Linked DNA regions of Gossypium arboreum: region 1 is linked to region 2. A link is a contact called in public Hi-C data. All regions are on one chromosome and are shown on one strand. The core of a region is the stretch at or near the end of the contact, and the rest is flanking DNA. Distances in the headings are between cores, read along the strand shown.

Evidence for each region. A called contact is a pair of places that touch in the nucleus more often than the background predicts.
Region 1: a contact with region 2 is called in a Hi-C map of leaf, with 2.9 times the contacts expected there. The contact joins the promoter of LOC108480120 here to the promoter of LOC108461696 in region 2. A contact is called at or near these places in 2 of 5 Hi-C or Micro-C datasets (both in leaf).

What each region holds. Positions count from the first base shown.
Region 1 is chr10:118,234,183-118,239,126 of ASM2569848v2, forward strand. It overlaps LOC108480120, which reads right to left and starts at 2,871. Exons shown (of 3, transcript XR_008271707.1): 1 at 2,464-2,871. It overlaps LOC108450561 (transcription elongation factor SPT6 homolog), which reads right to left. Exons shown (of 18, transcript XM_053019625.1): 17 at 4,757-4,918; 18 at 4,282-4,693. The coding sequence ends at 4,614.
Region 2 is chr10:117,940,398-117,945,470 of ASM2569848v2, forward strand. It overlaps LOC108461696, which reads left to right and starts at 1,880. Exons shown (of 3, transcript XM_017761612.2): 1 at 1,880-2,187; 2 at 4,757-5,073. The coding sequence starts at 4,759.

The DNA of each region.
Region 1 (4,944 bases), core at 1,621-4,120, 290 kb after region 2:
ATAGAAAACTCGACTCCACCCCAACCATATTTGAATTTAATTTAATTTCCTATTTTTATTTTGAAACAATTAAGATCACATTTTTTAATTGTTTTAATTTGCATTTTGAAGAAACTAAGATTAAATTTTTTGAGCTTAGACCTAAAACTTAATATATACATAATTTTTTATTGAAGCAAAAACTTAATATATATATATATATATATCAGGGGTATTTTAGTAAATATTGCAAAGTAGGACGAGTGGATTTACCTCAAACCTGAGCCCAACCCCATTATATATATTTTTTAATTTCACCCAGCCCACCCCGCTCCAAACCCGATTTCTAAAAAGAATGCAACTCTAACTAATTGGGTCAGATTCGGGTTTTTTCTTTGTCATCCCTAAATACATCTAGACTATACTTGATTGGCCTAATTAGAATTTTGGACCTTGACAATGTTGAAACAATGAATTATCCCAATAGGATTCTGGCAATGCTGAACACGGTTAACATGATGCAGCACGAAAAAGAAAACACAACTAAAACACCACATGACACAGCAGATACACAAACATTAGTAAAATCTATACAGTACAAATACTAACCAATCAAAAGTTATATAAATATAACATAACTTATTGAATAATACAAGAACAAGATAAGAAAACACGAATTGGCAGGACAAAATTATGAGTTTTTCAGGCAATCAAGGTCATAATATAACAAAGAGTACGATCCACAAAAGAAAAAAACAAAAAATATAATGGCCACAAAAATCATATTAGGCAATGAAAATATGAATACCACGAATACATTTTAGAACCGGTCAAACAGGAATGTCCATAGGTCTATATGGCCCGGATACTTCATGTTCCTAAAGTACCCACCTGTAGCATTTGTGTTTGGTTGAACATGGTTGTAAGAGTACCATCTTTCAAATATATCGAAAATCTTACCATACCGGTCACATATTCAGTATCCGACATGAGTAACACATGTCTAGGCAACTACAAACTAGAGTCAAACTTGCTGATTTTGGGATTAGTTGCCTCATTCTTGCCCCCTGCTGGTTTTCCTTTTCTTAACATACATGGTTATATAAATACGGTCCAACAAATATATTGAAAAACTTACCCATATCAGAACACATAATCAGCAGCAGGCACTCACCCTGAATCTGAGTAACATAGATCTGGACAACTATGAACTACAAAGTTAAACTTGCTGATACAGGATCAATTGTTTTACTCTTGTCCCCGCTTGTTTTTCTCTTCTTAGCCTGCTGGTACAAATCCAACAAACCTGGAATTTTGTCCTTGTTCTTAGTTATATATTGCTCCAAAAAATCATGTTCAGACAATGTCATAATCCAAACAATCTTCTTACCTTCTTTGATAAGTTTCATCGACTCCAAAACCTTCAAAACCTTATACCTGGCAACAATCCGTTTATCAGCCGAAAACAGAAGCAATTTCGGGTACGATTTAATTGTTTGGCATCCAACTTCATTATATTCACATAAAAATCCATCAAAAACCGGAGTTTCCTTTTGGAACAAGCTAAACAAAGAGGGTATTTCCTTAAAGTAATAAAAATTTCCTCTTTACTCCATCCTAGGCTCATAAATGCTTCAACTTTTTTCTTCCAATTAGCGTTGCTAACTGAACAAATAACCCTAAGAGCATGTATAAACCTAGATTCTGCCGGCTCTAGACCGATTTCTTTAATGGTTTTAATGGCGTAAACCATTCGAGCATGGCTTTGCAAAATGACCCTAGGTTGTAATACTAACAAAGAGGGTATTTCCTTAAAGTAATAAAAATTTCCTCTTTACTCCATCCTAGGCTCATAAATGCTTCAACTTTTTTCTTCCAATTAGCGTTGCTAACTGAACAAATAACCCTAAGAGCATGTATAAACCTAGATTCTGCCGGCTCTAGACCGATTTCTTTAATGGTTTTAATGGCGTAAACCATTCGAGCATGGCTTTGCAAAATGACCCTAGGTTGTAATACTAACAAAGAGGGTATTTCCTTAAAGTAATAAAAATTTCCTCTTTACTCCATCCTAGGCTCATAAATGCTTCAACTTGTTTCTTCCAATTAGCGTTGCTAACTGAACAAATAACCCTAAGAGCATGTATAAACCTAGATTCTGCCGGCTCTAGACCGATTTCTTTAATGGTTTTAATGGCGTAAACCATTCGAGCATGGCTTTACAAAATGACCCTAGGTTGTAATACTAACAATTTCGATATCCTACTAGCAGCAACTCCTTCACTAATCATCAACTCAACATTTCGTCGCACAATGGAATTCAGATTCAAAGTCAACAACTATGAAGACGATCGTCTAATAGCTACCGGGATTTCATCAGCTTTCAAAAATTAGGATAAAAACTCTAAAGATGCTTAATCTGAGCATCCAAGCTTCGAGAAAGAATCAAAGGATTCGATAGAATGAATTCAGGCAAAAGCTTACCTTTAAAACCCTTTTCGATTAGATACTCGAGCCTGGGCTTAAACTTTGAGTTAAATCTGGAATGCACGATTTCGGGGCTTTTTTCGACCAATGTGGCGATTTGGGTAGTGTTGAATCCGTAAGATTCCAAATTTTTGAAGAGGGATAAGGATTCAGGGGCGGCGTCTCGGGGTATTATGAGGCGTTTGGAGAGTGGAAGAGCAGAGCTTGAAGGGCGGGGCTTTGAAATAGAAGAAAGGGTAGGGTGGGTATGAAGGAAGCGTTTTTGGATGAGTGAAAGCAGATTTCTGAGAGGGATTTTCGCCATCCTTGGGAATATTGGTTCAGCGTTTAAGCAACTGAAGAAGCAGCCCACTTACTGCAGGGCTTCGGCTCACTCACTATTTACAGCAAATGGAAATCAAGGGTTTTTATAAGGGTTAATTGCTGATATTAGTCCCTCTACTCTGCACTTCAATTTATCACTTTGTTTTTTGGTAAAAAATTTAATTTAAATGTTATTTTAATACACTTTCCGAAATTTGAAATTTCAATTGTAATCTAAATTCAAACCGTAGTAATTAATTTTGTTTGGTTAAATTTTACTATTAATAATGTATTAAGTGTAAATTATGTTCTCGAATTAGATCATTTTTAGTTTTTATAATTTTCAAATTTCAAAATTTTAATCTTGATACAAACAAGAATCGGTATTTAAATCTATTAACTGATTTTTTAAAATAATATATAAAAATAATAATACGACATAAAATTATACATGTAATAACATAACTTAACTCAATAAATAGCTTAAAATATATTAATTAAATCCACAAAAAATTTTAAATGTAGCTTCAGGAATTATTTTATAGACCCTTTTCACCATATCATCCATGGTCCCATCTAAGTAGAAGAGGATACATCAACATTTTTTCACATCAAATGTACATTTAGACTAAACTTTCAAATTAAAAATAATATGTTCTCTTTTAATTGAACGAAATCATAAATGATGTGACGAAAAGAATACATAAAATAATTTCTCAGTTTGAGTGATATTCATGCTTGAATTAGGTTGGAATAAACTTTAAGTGTTATATTAATTTATATATTTTAATAATTTGATTGGAAATATGAATCTAAATCTTAACTATCCAAACGGAATTGAAAACTGTCTTTTACTTAGTATATAATTATTTTTAAAAAATAAAATAAATATTCTGTATTTAAATTAATAAAAATAACTTTAAAATACTACTGTATAAAACTTATTCTAAAGGATAATAATAAAAGCCGACTAATTGAACTGACATGGACCGGTGAATTTGACATCAATTTTATTTTATTGTATGGTAACCATGATTTTTCTCCAAATTCGATCTGAATCGAGTCAATTTCATCTCTACCATTCGTTCATATTATTTAAGAAATTAAATGTTAATTTTGTATATTTGTCATTAAGATCTTTTAATATATTATACATGTAATTTTCATATTACTTTAGCTACATAATAAAATAAAGTAAGAATATTATTTTATATAATTTTTTACATTAAATACATAATAATATAAAAAAATATTATATCATACGACATTAAATACATAGTAATAATAATATTGTATTATATAATTTTTAGATGCTTGTGGTAAAAGAATGTCTAGCAATAAAACCACTTCAGAGTTCAAACTCTCAGGAGAGCAAGTGGATAATCCTCATTTAGGCACTTTTGAGTTCAAACTCTCGAGGCAAGTGGAAAATCCCCATCTAGGGAAACTCTTCTTGTAAAAAAATGGGAGAAATGAAATAGTCAATCAAATAATCTAGTCAGGGAGATGATATAGAGACAAATTTCAGGTTTCCATTCGTGAGAACATGAGTACTATTGTTACAAGAAGATCAAAATACTGAAAAATGAATGTTCATGCCAAAGAAAAAACTAAAAAGATACATTGGTCGTATCAGATGTATCTTTTTGATCCAATTTATACATGTACAAATACACTATAACTACAACTACATGTTTCAGTTTATTATTCAGTCAGCAAGCAAAGCAATAATTTCAATTGTGAATTCAAAACTAAACCCCCTACACCTAACACTACAGCTATCCTCCAAGTAGATAATAATATTACTACCTTTGGGGACCAGTCAGCAGTCCAAATCACCTTTGTCATTGCCAACCACTGCCACTGCCACTGCCACTTTGGGTTCCGGCACTGCCACCCCAACCACCAGGGAAAGCTTCCCTACCTGGAGAGTTTTGAACTTTAGCACCTGGGAAATTACCCCAACCATCTTCCCCTTTTTTGTTACCTGAATCCCGTTTCGGAGTTCCATTGTATGATGAATCCTGCCCCTCATTATGTCCCCTGCTGCTATTATATGAACCCCTACCACGTCCCCGTCCACCATAGGGCCGTGGTGCACCACTTGGATGCCCATCTCGACTACTGCTATTTCTGTAATCGTTTCGCCCTTATACCAAACAAACCAGCTAAACG
Region 2 (5,073 bases), core at 630-3,129:
TAAACCCTAAAAATTAGGTATTTATATGATTGAGTCCTACTTGCATGATGCAATTTCTTTATATATACAACTGTCAAACAGGGTTGGTTAGGCTAGGTTCATTCTAGGCCCATGTTTGGCATTCCTAGCCTAACTTGAAATATGAGACTCAAATTTTATTGTTCATATTTGTAAATAGTTGATCTAAATCCATTTAGACCCGTTTATATATATATATATATATACACGTGTTGTTTTGCCTATAAAGGTTGAGGCTTTGGGATTTTTATGGCTTAGGTTCGATTTATTCTGATTTATTTCTGGAGCTGGATCGTGTTTTGCATTGAGTTGGTCTTAAATATAGTTTATCCAATATTTATTATTTGTGACTGTACTTGCGATCTCTTTAAAAACATAATTTTTATTTAAGTTCAACAATTATAAATATTTATGAAAATTTTAAATATAAATAATTTAGCATTTTTTAATATTTACATGATATAAAAAAACATATTATAAAATTGAAAATGGGAAGTATGTATGTCATGGTAATTATATGATGAAGCAAGCATGAATATTTGGTTATGATTATTTAAACCCATATTGTATTGCCAAGTTTGATTAGATTATTATGAGTTATGGCAATTCATTATATTTTGTTGCCTAATTTGATTTGATGTCTTAACTAATCGATGCATTCGGCCTATTACATCAATGCTTGTTGCTTGGTTATTATTTTTTATTTTTAATAATTTTATTATATTTTTTGATATAATATTTAAAATTATATAATTTTTTCTCAATTCAATCATAGTTTTTACTATTTTTGCAAAATGGTATCAGTTGAAAAGCTTGTAAAAACTTGCAGAGCAAAGACAAAAATGTTGCTAAACTTATTTAATGATTGCGACCAATTCCAAACCACTTTCATGGTAATATTATGGTAAAAAGTGACATTATATTAAAAAAAAAGGAGATATGATTTTACATGAATACAAATTGGTTGGGTACGAATTAATAATTTATTTAAGTGATATAATAATGATGCACGAATTAAAAAGTGGAGGTTAAACCTTTTTCGGACAGAGCAATTAAACAAAAGTTGGTAAAAGAAAGGTTAAATTCTAGTCGTAGTCTTCTACTTTGTGAAAGTTATGAATTTAGTTTTTATAAATTAATTCGATTAATTTTAGTTTGTGTATTTTAAATTGGTCAATTTTAGTTCTCCTACTTTCATATTATGACTAATATTATACTATGCATACAATTATAGATTTAGTCCATATTTTCTAATTAAATCATGCTAAGTCTTTCTACTTTTGAATTTTGAAATTTTATCTTGATCCAAATGATAGTCCGTGGTTAACATGCGAAAATAACAAGTTGATATAACGTTACACTTATCGCATTAGATTTTGAAAATAGTAACCCTTAATGAATTTAACAATTATCATTTGGTATGTATTGAAATTTTAAATTTTAAAAAGTACAAAAATTAAAAATGATCAAATTAAAGTATAAAGATTAAATACACAATTTTTATAAAAATGTAGGGACTAATAGTCGAATTTAACAATAAAATAAACTATGTTAAGTTATTTTGCCTCTTTTAACTTGGAAAGGTTTTCTCTTGTCTTACGCGTAAAATTTGCCTTCGAACAAAAAGACTACTTCAGGTTGGATATGGATTAATTTGTTGAAAAAAAAAAAGATTTGGGTACTATATAGAAAAATAAAAAAATAATAGAAATTGTAATTTTGAAAGAAAGTAGGTTACTCTATCAGTCTATTGCCAATTCTAGGAGTGACGTGGAAGATTGTGATAGGACCTTCACAGTCTCCCGAGAAATTCCAGTTTCACTTTAGCAAAAATGTTATCAATTACTGAACTTTTCTCTACACGCGTTTGGTCTTCGAGAAAGTGCCTACACCCCGAGAAAATTTTTGACCCCATTCCCTTTTTTATTTTTATTTTTTATTTTCCCTCGAGAAAAAAAATTAAAAAGAATGAATCAAAAGAAAAACAACAGCAAAAAGTTAAAAAAAGAAAACCCTAACAAAAAAAAAAGCTTCCCCAATGCACCGTCACATTTACTTAACGCCTACAGCATCTTCTTAAGGACGTCGTGTTTCATCCCACTCGCCGAGCAGATCAGCCTCCTCACCGGTGATAGATTGTTACTTTCACTCTTGAATCACAATTCACTGGTTTCTTTCTTTTCCTCTCTCTCTCGTTATCTCTTTTATTTTTTTTTTGATTGCTTATATCAAGTGTAAACCATTCAATAATACGAGTTTCTTTTTCTTTGGTGTTTTTGGTTGATTATTTTGTTTTTTTTTTTTTAATTTGTTGGTTGTTTAATTTTAATGGGATGAGAAATGGGTTTGTTTTATTTGATCAATATTAGTAAAGAAGCTGATGGGTTAGTCTCAGTGTGGACTCTTTTAGAGTAATTTAGAAATTAATTCGCTGAAAATCAATGCCAAATTGTTGATTTTTAAATGCTTGCACTTGTGTGAAAGTTAGGTGCTAAGCTTGGTTATAGTTTGTGGCTTGGCCATGCCGATTTTATTGGGGTCCGGGTCGAACCGGTGAATGCATGTTGATAACTTAGATATTTGGATGGGTTGTTAGCTTTAACTAGTTAGCAAAGTTCTAATACAAATGTCTTGCTGAGCATTGGGATTAATAAACTTAGTTTTTCTAGAGATTGTAATCAAGTTGATTTAATTTTCGTCCTCATGAATCTTATACTTGATTTTTCTTCAACTCAGTCCTTGTTTTCTGCAAAATTGGTGTTGGATAACATCCTCGGCATTGCTTTCAAAGTATGATTGAGCATTGGTTTCAAAGTGTTCTCAAGTTACTCAAGTTCTTACTTCTAGTTGTCTTCTTCCCTATTTCTTTATCCCTTCATATTTTCTTTCAGATTCCAGTATGATATGAATGCAGTGTGCTGGTTGTGATTAACAAAACCATTCGAAATCCTTGGCTCTCTGTGGAATGCTTCTTGCATCAAACATGTTTTAGGCAGTGCTCTTCCAAAACCTGTTCAGGGTTGAATTGAGTGTTATGTATTGTGTATATGTGTTTGTGTTTATTTGAATTTCTGAATCTTTAGGAAGTATGTTTTGGTGTAATTAGGTTCTCATATATGTTCCAAGAAGGTTTTGTATTTGGAGCCTAATTGCTGATATAGTCCAAGAATTTGCCTTGTGCCGCTTTTTTTCATATAAAATCTGACATAATGGTTAAACTTAAAACAATTTATCACGTTTTGTTTTGAGTGCTTCTGTAATCTGGAATGTCTCCGTTTTTTATATTTCTATGTTCTTATAACATGAGGTTGCTGATTTCTATTTGTAAGAAAGGAAAAGATCTAGTCCCTTGGAAGATGTAATTACTATAGTCTTAAAAGTGTTTCTGTAGTTTTGATGAGTGGTATAGTTGATTATAGGGATAAGTCAACATTTAATCCCTAAAATTGGAAACTTTTTCCTACTTGGTCCCTGAACTTAGTAATTTTTTCCCCAATTTGGTCATTGAGATGATGTGGCACTTTAAGATTGTGCCATGCCATCACCTAAAATTTTAGAAAAAAATATAAATTTTTATGTGATGACATGGCATAATATCGGAGTGTCATGTCATCACATGGACCAAAATTGGGAAAAGTTTCCAAGTTCCAAGACTAATGTGGACCAAGAAAAAGTTTAGGGACTAAGTTGAGAAAAGTTGTCAAATTAGGGACTAACTGTGGCTTTCTCCCTTGATTATATTCACTGTTTTGTTGGAGAATATTATTGCCAGCAGTTTTGGATTGTAATTGTGTGTATTTGCAGAGGTTGGGCAGGGCACGGTTGGTTAGGAACTCCCTTCAGCTTGTTCTAACTCTTTTCATCATCCACTGTGAACCCTCAAACTTATAGAATCCTTGCCTTATACCACCATGAACATAGTAATCAAAGAGGGACGGTTAAGTGATTGATTTGAGTTTCATCTATATGAAATGTTATGGTCTTTCAGTTTATTTTTTTAGAATGGTGAAATTCCAACCACATCTTATCTCTTTTAAGAAGTATGATTGTATAGGTTTTCTCTTATCTTTTATTGTCTCGTTTTAATGATCACAAGAATGAATCTGTTATCTTGTAAGATTACTAGATCTTAAGGGTTCATTTACTAAATGGTTAATGCCAGTCTTCATATCTGTGATTGGGGGTCAAGCCTCTGTTTGCTTGTGATTTCTAATTCTTTAATCACCCAATTTGTGAAGCTTGACACTCGTCATCTTTATCATTTGATCCGAGCCACCGTCATGCTTGGCCTTCTTATGCCTGACTGACGTAAGCTGCATGATGCATGGTTTATAGATTTCCTGTTTGTCTTCTTAGTTCTTTCTTTAATTGAATTAGTGTTGAATTTCTTTTCCGGGGCTTCATTCATTGCTATTTTACAAATTTATGGTTGTTGACCTGGCATTGTGCAATTGTTCCGGTCATCATTACCATTTTATATATTTATATGATTGGAGCATAATGTGACTCTCCTCTTGAACTTTGTTGTGCCCTCTATTGTCTCTTAACACGGCGAAACAAAACAATTTATATCTTATTCTCTAACACGATTTGAGAAGTGTTTGAATGATCTTTGCTTTTTCTTATTTGTTTAGATGATCGAGGCACCAAGCTGGTCCTCAATTTTACCCATATTTAATATCTGTTGAGCATTGCACCATAACATGACAATGCCATTCTGTTGTTTATCCTGGATTAGGAATGGAGCACTACGACATGCAGGCGCCTAGAAGGGGAGAGATGAAGCATAAAGGAAGAAATGTAGTTTGGTCGGTTGCAATGGACAAGTGTCTCATTGAAGCTCTGGCCATTCAGGCTAAAAACGGGAATAAAATCGACAAATGTTTCAACGAGAATGCTTATACTGCCGCTTGTATTGCCGTGAATTCTCGTTTTGATCTGAACTTGAACAATCAAAAAGTTGTTAACCGCCTTAAGACAATTAAGAAAAGGTACAAAGTAATGAGGGATATGCTAAGTCAAGAAGGATTTCGGTGGAATCCGAATACGAAGATG